3 separate regions of the Oryctolagus cuniculus genome follow, and regions 1 and 3 are each linked to region 2. The links are chromatin contacts, called in public Micro-C maps. All regions are on one chromosome and are shown on one strand. Each heading gives the region's core, a stretch centred on a gene start, on an enhancer-like site or on the middle of the called end of the contact. The rest is flanking DNA. Distances are from core to core; before and after follow the strand shown.

Evidence for each region. Hi-C and Micro-C count contacts between places; a contact is called where the count stands out from the background.
Region 1: a contact with region 2 is called in a Micro-C map of ear pinna, with 6 times the contacts expected there. The contact joins the promoter of BRD10 here to the promoter of UHRF2 in region 2. A contact is called at or near these places in 4 of 6 Hi-C or Micro-C datasets (ear pinna, psoas muscle, skin fibroblasts and 1 more).
Region 3: a contact with region 2 is called in a Micro-C map of ear pinna, with 8 times the contacts expected there. The contact joins the promoter of KDM4C here to the promoter of UHRF2 in region 2. A contact is called at or near these places in 3 of 6 Hi-C or Micro-C datasets (ear pinna, psoas muscle and an unstated tissue).

Annotation. Positions count from the first base shown.
Region 1 is chr1:168,718,478-168,722,633 of mOryCun1.1, forward strand. It overlaps BRD10 (bromodomain containing 10), which reads right to left and starts at 1,295. Exons shown (of 6, transcript XM_070051782.1): 1 at 1-1,295. The coding sequence starts at 559. It overlaps RANBP6 (RAN binding protein 6), which reads right to left. Exons shown (of 2, transcript XM_008255034.4): 2 at 3,384-4,156.
Region 2 is chr1:169,096,549-169,101,013 of mOryCun1.1, forward strand. UHRF2 (ubiquitin like with PHD and ring finger domains 2) reads left to right here and starts at 2,294. Exons shown (of 16, transcript XM_051858202.2): 1 at 2,294-2,825. The coding sequence starts at 2,673.
Region 3 is chr1:169,436,156-169,440,653 of mOryCun1.1, forward strand. It overlaps KDM4C (lysine demethylase 4C), which reads left to right and starts at 2,155. Exons shown (of 23, transcript XM_051858176.2): 1 at 2,155-2,401.

The DNA of each region.
Region 1 (4,156 bases), core at 45-2,544, 380 kb before region 2:
GCTCCAGCATCATCTCCAGCTTCTGGCCCTGTTTGGAGATCCAGTGGTCCACTCCATGCAGGCGGTAGCACGTCTCCAGCATGGACCTGAAGTCGGCCACGAACTCCGTGATGCCCCCGTACTGGCCGCTGGCGAACTTCTCCTCCATCTTCAGCAGTGACATGCCTGGCCCCGGCGGCGGCGGGAGGGCGCGACTGCCTCGGCCCCCGCTGCGCGGCCCCTCGGCCACCTCCTCCTCCCCGGGGGCAACGCCCCCCAAGGGCTGCAGGAAGGGGCCGGTGAGGCCCCGGTGCTTCTCCTGCAGGAACTCGCCCAGGATGCGGTAGCCCTGCTGCAGCTCGTAGGTCAGCTCCTGCTCTTTGCAGCCACCGCCCCCGACCACCATCTCCTCCTCCTCCGTCTCCTCCTGGCCGTCCGCGTCCTCCAGCGAGGCCGACTCTGAGGCCGGGGCGGCCGCCGCCGCCGCCACCTCCTCCTCGTCCTCCTCCTCGGTCGCCGGTGGCGGCCGCTCCTCCTCCCCGGCCGGCTCCATCTCCCCCGGCATCTCGGGCGCGCTCATGCCCCCGGCAGGCCCAGGCTGGGCGGTGTGGAGCGGCCGCTCGAGGCGCCGGGGGACGCGCGAGCGCGGGCCGCTTCCTCACCGTCCGGTCGCGCCGCGCAGCCCCTGCCGCATCGGGCCTCGCGCTCCTCCGCAGCCGGCTCGACTCGGTGCGCGCGGGGGTCTCGAGCTCGCCGCCGGCGGGGCGGGGTTACATGGCGCGCGGGGGAGGGGGGAGAGAAGAGGAGAGCCTAGGTGCCCTCCTCTCCCCTCCCCCCGGCGGCGGCGCTCGCGCGGCCCTCGCCCGCCTCACCCCTCCGCGCCCCGCCCGTCCGCCCGCTCCTCACCCGCCGGGCCCGACCCGGGCCGCCGCGGCCTCGGCGCCCCACCCCCTCCCGGGCCAGTGGGGGGCTGGGAGGGGGCGAGGAGGAAGAGGGGGGTCTCCTCTTGCCTCCCCAGAGAGGGCCGCAGCGCTGGGCCGCGGCGGCTTCGGCTCCTCCTCTCCCTCAGACCCCCTCCCGCGCCTCTACCTGCGGGGGACCTGGGCAGGAGGAGGCGGCGCGCGGACGCGGCCCGGCGACAACTGTCAGTTAGAAGCCCCGCTGGGCGGGGGAGAGGGGTAGAAGGGGAGGGGCAGAGAGGGAAGGGGGAGGGCACTCGGCCCCCCCGCTGGGGAGAGCCGTGGAAGGAGGCTAAGAAAGGGGCGCCGTCGCCACCCCCGGCGCGCATGCGCAGTAGACGACTTTCTTTTCTCCCCGCCCCCATCGCGTCCCGCCCAGGTACGCGAAAGCGGACTTCGGCTCAGCCACAGGCCCCAAGGCCGGGTGGTTGCGCGGCCCAATGATGCAATCAGCTAGTAGACGATTGTAAGGGGCGGGGTGGAGGAGGGAGCAAGGCGCCTGCGCAGGCTTACTCGCCAGGCTACGCGACCCAGGGTTCTAAAAAGCCAGGGCAACAAGAGAATTCATTTTCGAGACCGCTGTCAGCCTTGAAAGTAAAACTAACCCTGCAGGACGTTGCTAGGTAATTTTTATTAATGGGAAGTTAATAATGAGAAAGCAGAAAATGTAAATCCTCGTACAATTTAAATCCCCTTGGCATCCCTCCTTCCTGCAACTGCTGGTCTTTCACAGGAAACTCCAAGTCTTGAAAAGTTTAGAAAGGAAGTCCGAGGACTCGACCGCACGTTCACATGCCAGAGCAAAGCAGTTGCTCTGCAGAACCCTGCTCTCTGAAACTCCCAGTTCTAGTTCTTAACACCAGTTCTCCTGGAAACCAACACGATGTTTTCTGTTCAAATTAAAAAACAAACATTTCCACATTCTGGATTCTTGACTTCTGCCAAGAATAAAGGGAATTACATGCTTGAGACTAAAAGCAGTGTCCAAAATTTTCAATTCTGAGCTATACAGCATTAAATAGTCGTTGGCAGGGCCTTACAATTTTGCTACACAATTTAAAATTAACTGTTTAGAAAATGACTAAAAAGTGGACTTATTATTTTGCATGTCGCTTGAAATAAGTGGATTAATGGTTCCATAAACTATATACTATAATTTTCTCATGCTGTCTGAAAGTTGCACTGTTACTTTTTCTACTCATAAAGAACCCTCTCACTTGAAATGCAGACTTAAAACACAAAAACAAAATTACAGAAACTGTATTTTACAAGTAAAATGTACAACTAAATGGCTCAGAAGCTTGTTTATTTCTCATTACTATGATATTTAAAGCACTGATAAAATTCAAAACCTCAATACTTTTTTCTGTCCAGTGAATTAAATATGAGTCATAGCTAAGTGACAAAGTGGCAGCATTTTGGGGTTTTCAAGGTATTGACACTCCCCTGTTTTACACCCCTCCCCATTATCTAGCATTCCTCTCCTCTCACCAGTGAGGCATTTGTAACTTTCTAAGCATTTCATATCAGAACCCACAGATGCACCTCAGCTCACAGGAATATAGGAAGGGATCAGTCCTGACTGCGCAACTGGCAAATGTGTCTGACTGGATGCCCTCATTTTTTTTGCTCAAGAACCTGGAGTCCTCCCTACCCAAGCAAACGATTTCCTTTTCTTCTTTAGTCATGAGCTCTATTTCATGATTCTTATATATTAGCTTACATTATTGAACCTTGTGCTACTGCACAATTTGTATTACCTCCTTTACTTCTCACAACACACAACACCAAAATTTAAATCTAGGTGTGCCATACTTCAAAACCCCAGGAACCTAATTCCTAGCTGCCTGGCAGAATTTCTAATTGCTCATACACAAAAGTGTAGGGAACTCACCTAAAAAATGTTGATCAAAGTCTTGTTAATTAAGGTATATAAAAGAGAAAGATGCCTGTAGAAGGGAGCTCAACTACAGATCTTGAAGAGGCTAAGCTGATAGTAATCCTAGTTATTATGAAAGTAGGATTGAGTCCTTGGACTTAGAAAAAAGCTTTATTATACAAGATATATATCGATTGTAGGTAAATTGAATACTATAGATAAATGAGGAAAAAAATGCCCTTTAATCCCACCACCCAGAGACAACATCTCTATTAACAACTTTGATGTAGCATTTTTCTATTTATTCATCTATACCTTTTTACTTTAAATAAACTTAAAATTGGGACCATTCAACATACAATGTACTGAACTTTCTTTCCCCCCATTAATAAATAACTACAAACAATTGGACGGGAATTGCATATCTAAAATCTCAACTTTATATCCCTGTCCATAATGGTCTAGATGGCTTCCCCATCTGAACTGGTATGGAGTGAACTGTGAAAATTCTAACGTAAAAGGAATTACAAACTATAAAAAAGAACACAGTAGAGGTACAAACAACATCTGTAACAGTGATAATTTATTGAGCACTTACTAGGTCTTAAATATTTGCTAAATACTTTACATACACAGTACTCACAAGCGCTCCAGGAAATCACAATGAATGTGTTTTTAAGTTTTGGACCAATGATTTGCTGAGTAGAAAGCTTTTTTCTACCCTACAAAAAGCTCAACATTAAAGACCAACTATTCCAATTAATGTAATTGGCCCTGGATTTATAGAACTGCTTTTTTAAAATGCACATCTATGGCTAAATAACTAGTCTCAAAGCTGTTTTCTTTTTCATGTTTTCTGATAAAATTAAGTTTGCTTCTCTTTCACTCTCACAATAAAATACTCTTCAGTGCTACTATAGAATCTAGCATGACATCTTCAAAATAGAAATCTATTTAAGCCCCATTCTGAATCAGGGCTCCTTTTGCTGAGCTGCTTTGCAGGGAGAAAACTGGCATACATAAACAAAGCAATACTCTGCTGAAACATATAACACTGACTGACTCCCACACATATTGATTACTTACTATTTGTTGAACACTGTGTTACAGTATGTTACATGCTACCAATATTAGGTGGACAAAGACTCCTTTTTCAGAAACTGTGATTCTTTGAGTCCTGAATAACTTAGAAAAAAAAAGACAGTTTGGCTAAGGAGTTTTGAAGGTTCTCATAACTATCAGCTAGACATCTTGGAACTAGAATATGATTATGTCCTGCCTAGTTCTCAGGAGTACAGTATGAAAAAATTCACATTTATTATAGAGAAAACTCCCACAA
Region 2 (4,465 bases), core at 1,044-3,543:
ACTGTTGAAATCTTTACTTAATATATGCTAAATTGATCTTCTGTATATAAAGAGAATTGAAAATGAATCTTGATGTGAATGGAACGGGAGAGGGAGCGGGAAAGTGGAGGGTTGTGGGTGGGAGGGAAGTTATGGGGGGAGAAGCCATTGTAATCCATAAGCTGTACTTTGGAAATTTATATTCATTAAATAAAAGTAAAAAAAAAAATTCTGCCTCTGACTATGATATACCCTCTAACTGAGGTCAAACCATACACTTAGCCTTCAGCTCTGAGATATTCTAGTCTTCCTTCATCTTTAATCAACGTTTTAACCAACACAGTACTTTTAGTGTTGCTATTCATTAATGTTTTTAATTGTGCTAATCTTTAAAATTTAAAGAACTCATTTACTTAGAGAGAGATTGATTTCCCATCTCTGGTTCACTCCCAAAATGCCCGTAACAGCCTGAGCTGGCAGAGGCCTATTTCAGAAGCAGGAAGTTCCGCCCGGTCCGGTGGCTCACGTGGTCGCTGCCGCACACTCACATTTGAGCGATCAAGACTGCCTCCTCGGATGCAGGAAGCGGTAATGAGGGGCAAAGCAGGGCTAGCATCCAGGCAAAACCTTAGACCAAACTCCCGCCCCTATTTTTGATAAAGCTTTTCGTAACTATATTTTGAATTATTTGTGAGCAGGGAATTAAAAAAAGAAATCCTAAAATAACTCCATGAGGGCCGGCGCCACGCTCACTAGGCTAATCCTCCGCTCGCTGCGCCGGCACACCGGGTTCTAGTCCCGGTCGGGGCGCCGGATTCTGTCCCGGTTGCCTCTCTTCCAGGCCAGCTCTCTGCTGTGGCCTGGGAGTGCAGTGGAGGATGGCCCAAGTACTTGGGCCCTGCACCCCATGGGAGACCAGGAGAAGCACCTGGCTCCTGGCTTCGGATCGGCGCAGCGAGCAGGCCAAGCGACCATTTGTGTGGTGAACCAACGGAAGGAACCTTTCTCTCTGTCTCTCTGTCTAACTCTGCCTGTCAAAAGGAAAAAAAAAAAAAAGAAAGAAAGAAAGAAAGAAAAAAACTCTATGAGGGCATAGCATAACCTTGTAACAGCAAGTAGTTACCTTTTACAGGAGCAGGTCAAAGCGGGACTTAAGGGTGTCTAGCTCATTTATATATGTAAGGAATGCTCAATATTTGCTTTATTTAAAACAGGAGCACAAGAGAAATTCTATTTAGAAGTTCCAGGTGCATGTGAAGTGTTCAGCAAGGGCAGACAGCCGAAACATGAGTCTGTAGTCCATGGTTTCTACCCCTGACCTGTCAGGCTGTCTTATTTTGTTTTTTAAGATACTGCTAACCTTGTTTGTGCTTGCAATTATTTTTATTATTCCCAAATGCTACTCTATGGAAATAAAGTTACTGATTTTGAAAGACAGAAAGTTCAAGTTGCTTTGTTTTCTTTTATATCACCTCCCCTTTTTAAGACACATTTTCATTTTAAAAGAGGACCCCTGTTAGGCAGAGCTGCACTGGGCCTACCTCAGAGAATTTAAGCCAAGTTAAGATCTTGGGAGTTCTTTCTTCGGGAGTGGGTAGTTCTGCATTATTTCAAAGAATCTGCCACAAATCTATAGTCCCTTAGCCAAAGGCACACCTAACGTGAAGATCTGCAAACGGTTCTAGCGACACGGGCACCTCCGTGGCGGGAAGCCCGGGCGCGAGCGCGCTGGGCCGGAGGGCGCGATCCCAGTAGGACCCGAGCCCACGGGGTGGGCCTCCACCTCCGCCCAGCGGCGGGAAAGCCCCGGAAGCGGGTTTCCGCGGGAAGGCAGCTTTCGGGCCTGACGGGAAACGTGTCCACGAAGCAGAAATGTCCCCAGGGCCTTCCTTCAGCTACTAGCCGCCAGGCCGCCGGGCAGGCGCCGTCAGGATGAGCGCGCTGGCTCGTTCTCATTTCCTTCTGTGCTTTCTCAGAAATTTAGGCCGCGCCCGCCCGCGCCTGTCTTTCCACGATCAGACAAGTGTACGTCAGGGTTGCTTATTTTGGGTATGTTTTTTTAGACTAAAGCACCGAATCCGCTAGGCCTGCGGAGTCGCCCGCCCCCTCAGCCTCAAAACCAGGACCTAAAAGGGCAACCCGTGTGGGCGGCAGCGTAACCGTCTGAAAAACCGAAGGCTAGAGGGTGTGCCAGGGGCCCAGGTGCAGACGGTGTGGCAAGTAACGGCTTTGGCCGGTCCCGCCCTCCTCGCTCCGCCCATTGTAGGTCCCCCGGGTCTGTAACCAGCTCCCCGGCCGCTTCCTCTTTAAAGGCGGAGCCCGGCACGAATCTCGCGAGATCCGGGTTGGCGCCGTGACCTCCATGTGGGAGCCACAGCTCTATAAGTAAACACTCCGCGCGGCGCAGATATGGCTTCTTCCTATTTGTAAGGCGGAGGCTGCGGTAGCGCCTCGGGCTGGTTCCGGTTTTTGCCTCCTCGGCTCTGCTGGGCGGGTGCGCGGTCTGGGAGTCGCCGCCGCCTGTCCGGCCTGGCGTCCAGTCGCTCTTGCTCTCCCGTGTGCGCGCGCTCGCCTGCTCGTCCGCCCGCCGCGGAGATCCCGAGCCGCCGCGAAGCGGCTCGGGCCAGGCGGGGCGCAGCGCCCCGAGCAGAGGGGGAGACAAAGGGGGCCACCCCCCCCGCTCCCGTGCCAAGATGTGGATCCAGGTTCGCACCATCGACGGCTCCCAGACACGCACCATCGAGGACGTTTCTCGCAAAGCTACGATCGAGGAGCTGCGCGAGCGGGTTTGGGCGCTATTCGACGTGCGGCCCGAGTGCCAGCGCCTTTTCTACCGGGGCAAGCAGGTGAGGCGCGCCCGCCGCGCCCCTGGGGGACTCAGCAAGGGAGCAGCCTGGCTCCCCTGGGCGCGTGGGCCGGGGGGGCTTGGCGTGCGGCACGCGCAGAGCGCACCTGGCCCCCACCTCTGGTGGGCAGCCCTGCGCGGCGCTGGGTGCGGGGCCCGGGCCTGTTGCGGGGTGGGGATGGCGGTGGGCTGCGACGTCCCTACCAACCCGACCGTAGGTACGCCTAGCGGAGTGGGAAGAGACCTCGCCGTTGTTTTCTTGTGGCGCAGCGGCCGCGGGCACAGCCTGCCAGGTCCCTGGGTGCCTCGCTTCCCGCGCTCGGCGGAGCCTGGGGCCCCGGGAGGGTGGGGAGGGCAGCTGGCTCTGGCCGCCATGCCACCGGGCGGGAGGGGTGCGTTGACTGCCCGGGCTCCCCCTGCTCGTGGCCGCGCCGACCCGGCTAAGGGCTCACATCGCTTCCGAGGCTCTTCCGCGTCCCTGACTCCCAAGTAGGAGGTGGAAACTCGAGCGTTGGTCTCTCGAGCACCGGAACGTTGGCCCTGCCTCCTCACTGTGGCAGGATTTGCACACGCTGGGGATTCGAAGGGCTTCCAGAACGTTTGGATCCCCTCCCTCACCTCTCCTAGATCTGGAAATCTTGCCTTAGCCGAGGTTAGAGACCTGAGCTGAAGGGGCTATTGATGTAACGTGGGACCGGGTTAAAAACTGCCCTGTATAGTTTAGGGGTTTTATTTCCAAAGTAGAAAGGGGTATAAGATTGTTTTGGCTGTTCTTGCCTCGGAAGATCGCCCTTAAATCAAGCTTTTAACACAGCACCGCAGCATAGCCGGAGGTAACTTGAAGGCTAAAAGCAGTTTTGGCCTTGGGGTGTTTGTGGGAGTCTGGGGTAGTTGTGTGGTATGGCCCTGGGCTGGCAAGCTTAAGAGGTTTCCTATCCCACAGGTTTCCTAGACTGTACCTAGACACAGAGCCATCCGATTATTTTTGTCTTTGTCTTTGTCTTTTTATGGTGTTGTTAACCCACGAAGAAGTTGGCATGTTGCAGTCGAGAGACCACAGTTTGACTCGAGTCTTGTGGTTTACAATAAATGTAGCTCTCTCTGATTCCGTTGAAGCAAGCTACTGCGGCAAAGCCTACTGCCCTTCCAAGACTTTCCCGAAATTTCAGAGTAAAAAATTACACTCTGGCAAAGAGTTTCTTCTTAAAGAAATGTTGTAATACCTTTTGATTTGTGTTTGCAACCAGTTTTATACTGTTTTCTTAGTAGTTGCGACTCGTAAAAACAAGTGGTCAATTTAGTTGTAAGCTTTGCCTTTGAAATAGTTCTACTAAATGCTGTGTATCTTTTTATTGCTGTGTGCAAGTGACTGATAACATTTCCTTTAGGTCACAGGTGAAAAGTATGTAATCCAGTCTTACAGATTTTGTTTTCTAGCAGTAATACTTACAGACAGTGGTACATGAATTTCTAGATAGTTCGCTTACTTCAGCACCAGAGATAAAAATAAAGGATGAGCATGTATCCCTGGGCCACGCCTCTAAAGTCTAATTATAAAATATTAAAATGAAGTGTACCTGACTGTTCTCTGGAAACTGTAGGAATTGAGTTAAATTTAGGGCAATGAAGTAGACTTCAGTA
Region 3 (4,498 bases), core at 905-3,404, 340 kb after region 2:
AGCCATTTGGGGAGTGAACCAGCTGTTGGAAGATCTTTCTCTGTCTGTTCTCTCTCTCTCTGTAACTCTTTCATTTAAATAAATAAATCCTTTTAAAAAATTGATTTACTTTTTCGAAAGGTAGAGTCCAATGGAGATGCCAGGGTTTGTAGATTTGATCTTGTGGTGGAATTCTGAACAGAATAAGAAGAGTCCAGATGGTGGTTTCTTATGGGCATTAGGATTATCTTTTTCTTTCTTTCTTTCTTTCTTTTTGACAGGCAGAGTGGACAGTGAGAGAGAGAGAGAGAGAGAGAAAGGTCTTCCTTTGCCATTGGTTCACCCTCCAATGGCCACCGCGGCCGGCGCGCTGTGGCCGGCGCACCACACTGATCCAAAGCCAGGAGCCAGGTACTTCTCCTGGTCTCCCATGGGGTGCAGGGCCCAAGCACTTGGGCCATCCTCCACTGCACTCCTGGGCCACAGCAGAGAGCTGTCCTGGAAGAGGGGCAACCGGGACAGAATCCGGCGCCCCGACCGGGACTAGAACCCGGTGTGCCAGCGCCACAAGGCGGAGGATTAGCCTAGGGAGCCGCGGCGCCAGCCTAGAGTTATCTTTTTCTTGCCTTCCTTAGCTGATCCATAATCCTTCATTTCCTGATCATAGCGTGCTTTATCTGCCTTTGCCATTTTATCCAATTTAGATTTGTCTTTCTCATTGTCTTTTTTTTTTTTTTTAAGATTTATTTATTTAGTTGAAAGTTGGAGTTACACAAAGAGAGGCAGAGGGAGAAAAAGTCTTCCATCTGCCGGTTTACTCCCCAATTGGCCACAACAGCTGGAGCTGCGCAAATCTGAAGCCAGGAGCCAGGAGCTTCTTCCCAGTCTCCCATGTGGGTGCAGGGGCCCAAGGACTTGGGCCATCCTCCGCTGCACTCCCTGGCCACAGCAGAGAGCTGGATTGGAAGTGGAGCAGCAGGGACTCAAACTGGCTTCCATATGGGATGCTGGCAATGCAGGCAGTGGCTTTCCCTGCTGTGCCACTGCACCGGCCCTCAATCAGTCCTTACAATGCTTCTTGCAGAGAGAAAACAGTTCAAGAGTTAAACATGGTAAGTGAACTTGTTGAGATATTTTTTAAATAAACTGAAACCAGTATATTGTAACCAAAAGGTCAGCATATCATACAGCTCAATTTTGCTTACTGGTGTAAAGATCTGCCAATCTTTCTTAGCTGAAAAAGTCGTTAGGGGAAACATTAGGGAGCTAGCTGGGAACTGTAGAAACTCAAGAAAAAAAAAACAAACAAACAAAACTGTTCCGGTCTGCAAGACATCTGGTGCTTAGCCCTCTGTGGCAGTACAAAGGGTTTAGGTTTGTGTGGTTTCTTCTTGTATCACACAATCCTTAAAGGAAGCAGAGTTTGAGAGCAGAAGCAAAAAGTTTGTAGGGGCTAACTTATTTCTCAGGAGCCCGGAGACACCTGCACTTCCAGTTACTCTAATTCAGGCCACTCTGGGGACCCTCCAGTCTAACGCGCACACCTGCGCGGGGCTGGGCTTGTTACGCATAGGTGACTTCAGCGCAGGGCAGTTTCGCTTCCGGAGGCTAAACAACACGGTCTCCTGCTGGAGAGTTGCTTGGTGAGGGGCGGGGACCCGTGGGCGCTACGCCCACTCAGGGTCTCTCAAGGTGGGAAGGAAGCTCAGAGTCCCCAGCAGCGGGGTGCACAGAAAGGCACAGGGCAGAGTCACTACTCGCCTGACTCGCTCTGACTTCCTCACCGGGCTCGGCTGGCCATCCCGAGGCCCCACCCATGGCAACGCCGCTCTGACGTTCGCTCGCCGGCGGCCGCCCATAGGCCGGAGTCGGAGCCCAGGACGACGTGTGGCGCGTGAACTACTTCGGGTCCAGCCCTGTGGGAAACCCAGTAGGTTCTTCCGGGCAAGATTCTGTGCACCTGTCCTCCCTTCTGTTCAAGTATCTTATTCCTCTGGAAAGAAGGAGACATATCCGTTTCCAGAGAAAAAGCCGCGCCACAGCCAATTTAATCCTACCGTGGAACATTGACCCTAAAGCCAGAAAGTGCCCGGCACCTTTAAGTTGTGTGGCGCTCACGTGACTCATTAAGTGCTGGGGCCCAGTGGTCACGTGACGCCGCGCGCGCGCCCTCGCGCCGGGAGAGCCAGCCTGCGCTGTGCGCGTGCTTTCACCTCCGCCTCCCGCCCACCCCCTCGACGGGAGGGTGAGGAGCGGCGGAGGGATCGGGCGCCTGGGGCGCTGTGCGCGTGCGCAGCGAACAGCTGTCACCCAGTGCGGAACAAGTCTACCAAATTTCCCAAATCTCCCCGGGCCGGAGGCCACCGTCCTCCTTCACACCCTCCTCCTCTGGATTGTGTCCTCGCCCCCGCCCGCGCGCCAGGTAACCGCTTTTCGGGAGACTGGGGACGCGGGCAGCGGGGGGAGGGGCCCGGGCGGTCTTCCCGGCACTGCTCCGCTCTGCGCCGGGCAGCGGGGGTGCGGGCGTCCGCGGGAGCCGAGGCGCCGGGGCAGAGACGCTCCGCTCCGCTCCGTCCGGGATCGCTGCGTCTGTCATGCTGGGGACGGGTGGCTGGGGGCGGCGGGCCCTGATCACAGGGGAGCCCCTGGGAGCCAGTGACAGCCCGCTCCGGCCCTCACGGGGGATTCGGTGCCCGCGCTCGTCGTGCTCCCGGGAACCGGAGTCGGGGTCGCACTGCTTGGAGCTGAGGAGCACGCGGGTGGTCTGGGAATCCTGACTCCTTTCCTTTGCTTTCCGGGCCGGGTCCACGGCGGAGTCCGGGAAGGCCGGGCCTGGTGCGCCCCTCGAGGGCCCTCCGTGCCCCGAGACTGTCATGGCCCGCGGGGTGGAGGGCTCTCTTCTCCAGACCACCCGTCGCACTAGTGGCCTGCAGCCTTTCGTATCGGGTTCGTTCTCATCCTTCGCAGCTGTCTTGGTTTTTCTTGGCTCCAGTATGGGGCCATTTCTTCCTGCAGTGCCTACAGGAGCCACGATGCGGTGTAGACATTGGGTGCTTAATTAATGCGAGTTGCAGCGGGGCGCGTGGACTGCCAGGCACAGGATGTGGCGGGGGTGGGGATGTGGAGGAGGAAGCCAGGCGAACTCGGGCTCCGCGGGCTGGAGCTTGAAGGTGCTCGGTGGTCAGCAGTGAAGCCAGTAGGGTTCGCTTACAATGCTTTCCCCGTGGACTAGGGGCCAGCGTGCCCTTTGGCTGCGCGGTGCGAGCCTGCGTTGCTGCCTTTGGCTGTGCGCGAACCCCGGAGGGATTTTCTCAGGTTCCTCCAGCCAGAGCAGACCAGACAAACTTCTTTTTGCACTTGGTACAACTCCCCCTCGCTAGGCGATTTATCAACCAAGAGCTAGGAATTGAAGGTTAGAATTGCAGTCGGTTCACCCTTAGCCTGGCGCAAGTTTCCAGTAGGCTGGGTCCATTTAGGTTCGCACCAAACTTTGCCTTATTTCACCCGTTTGAGATCGCGATTTCTAATTTTAGTTTTTTTTTTTTTTTTTTTTTTTTTTTTTTTTTTTTTTTAATCCGGGGGAGCTTGGCTTCACTGTTTCTGTGGGCAGCGGCTGCTGATATTCTAATTTCGAATTGTTGTGGTTGAAAATTAGTGACTTTAATTTTTAAAGGTTCCTTTTTGTTATGTAGCAGTGGGTTCTACTTTGCGATCACCACTCAAGTTTTCCTACCTTGGTGTTCTCTTTGCAACCTCTGTGCTTGGTTTTGGAATGTGTTACACAGTTGTTAGGGTTTAGTATTTTTGGGAGGCCCGCTTTCTTCCAATTTTAGTGTTCTGGAAAGTCTGCACATAATCTTTATAGCGCCCTGCAAACTTGGCAATACAATAAAATTTAATTCAGAGACTTGTTTCGTTAACTGTCAGTTGCTTTTTAAAAGATAAATGTTTTAAACATGTACACACACAGATGCTTCTTAAGAGTTCACAAGAATGAAGATTTTTCAGAAACTGAACAGATATTTAAAGAAAATTCCTTTGACTTAAATTTCAATTGAAGGATTAAAAATCTTATAAGTTGAACTCTCCTACCATCCCTTCAGTAAATTGCCCAGGGCTAAGTTAAGTGCACCTGGGGTTCAGTCAGTGACTCCTTGCCTTTCTTTTTCCCATTGTTTTGTAATTGCCTCTTGACTGGCTTTTCTTCTCTAATAAAATGACCAACACTTGAGGACATTCCCCCTCCCTCCCTTTGTTGTATAATTTACCTGAGTCAGGTAATTTAGCCTAAGGTGTTAGAAATGTCTTTTTCTCTCTTTTTAGAAATATCACCTGTATTGAGTTGCAGCTAGTGAGTGGATAGGGTTGTGTTGCCATCCCCACAATCAATTTTAGAATATTTTTGCCACACCTAAATGAAACCCTGTTCCTATTGGCTGTCTTTGCCCATTTCCCTCTAATTCCCTCCCCTCCCTACAGGGCAACCATTAATCTGCTTTCCATCTCAATAGATGTGCCT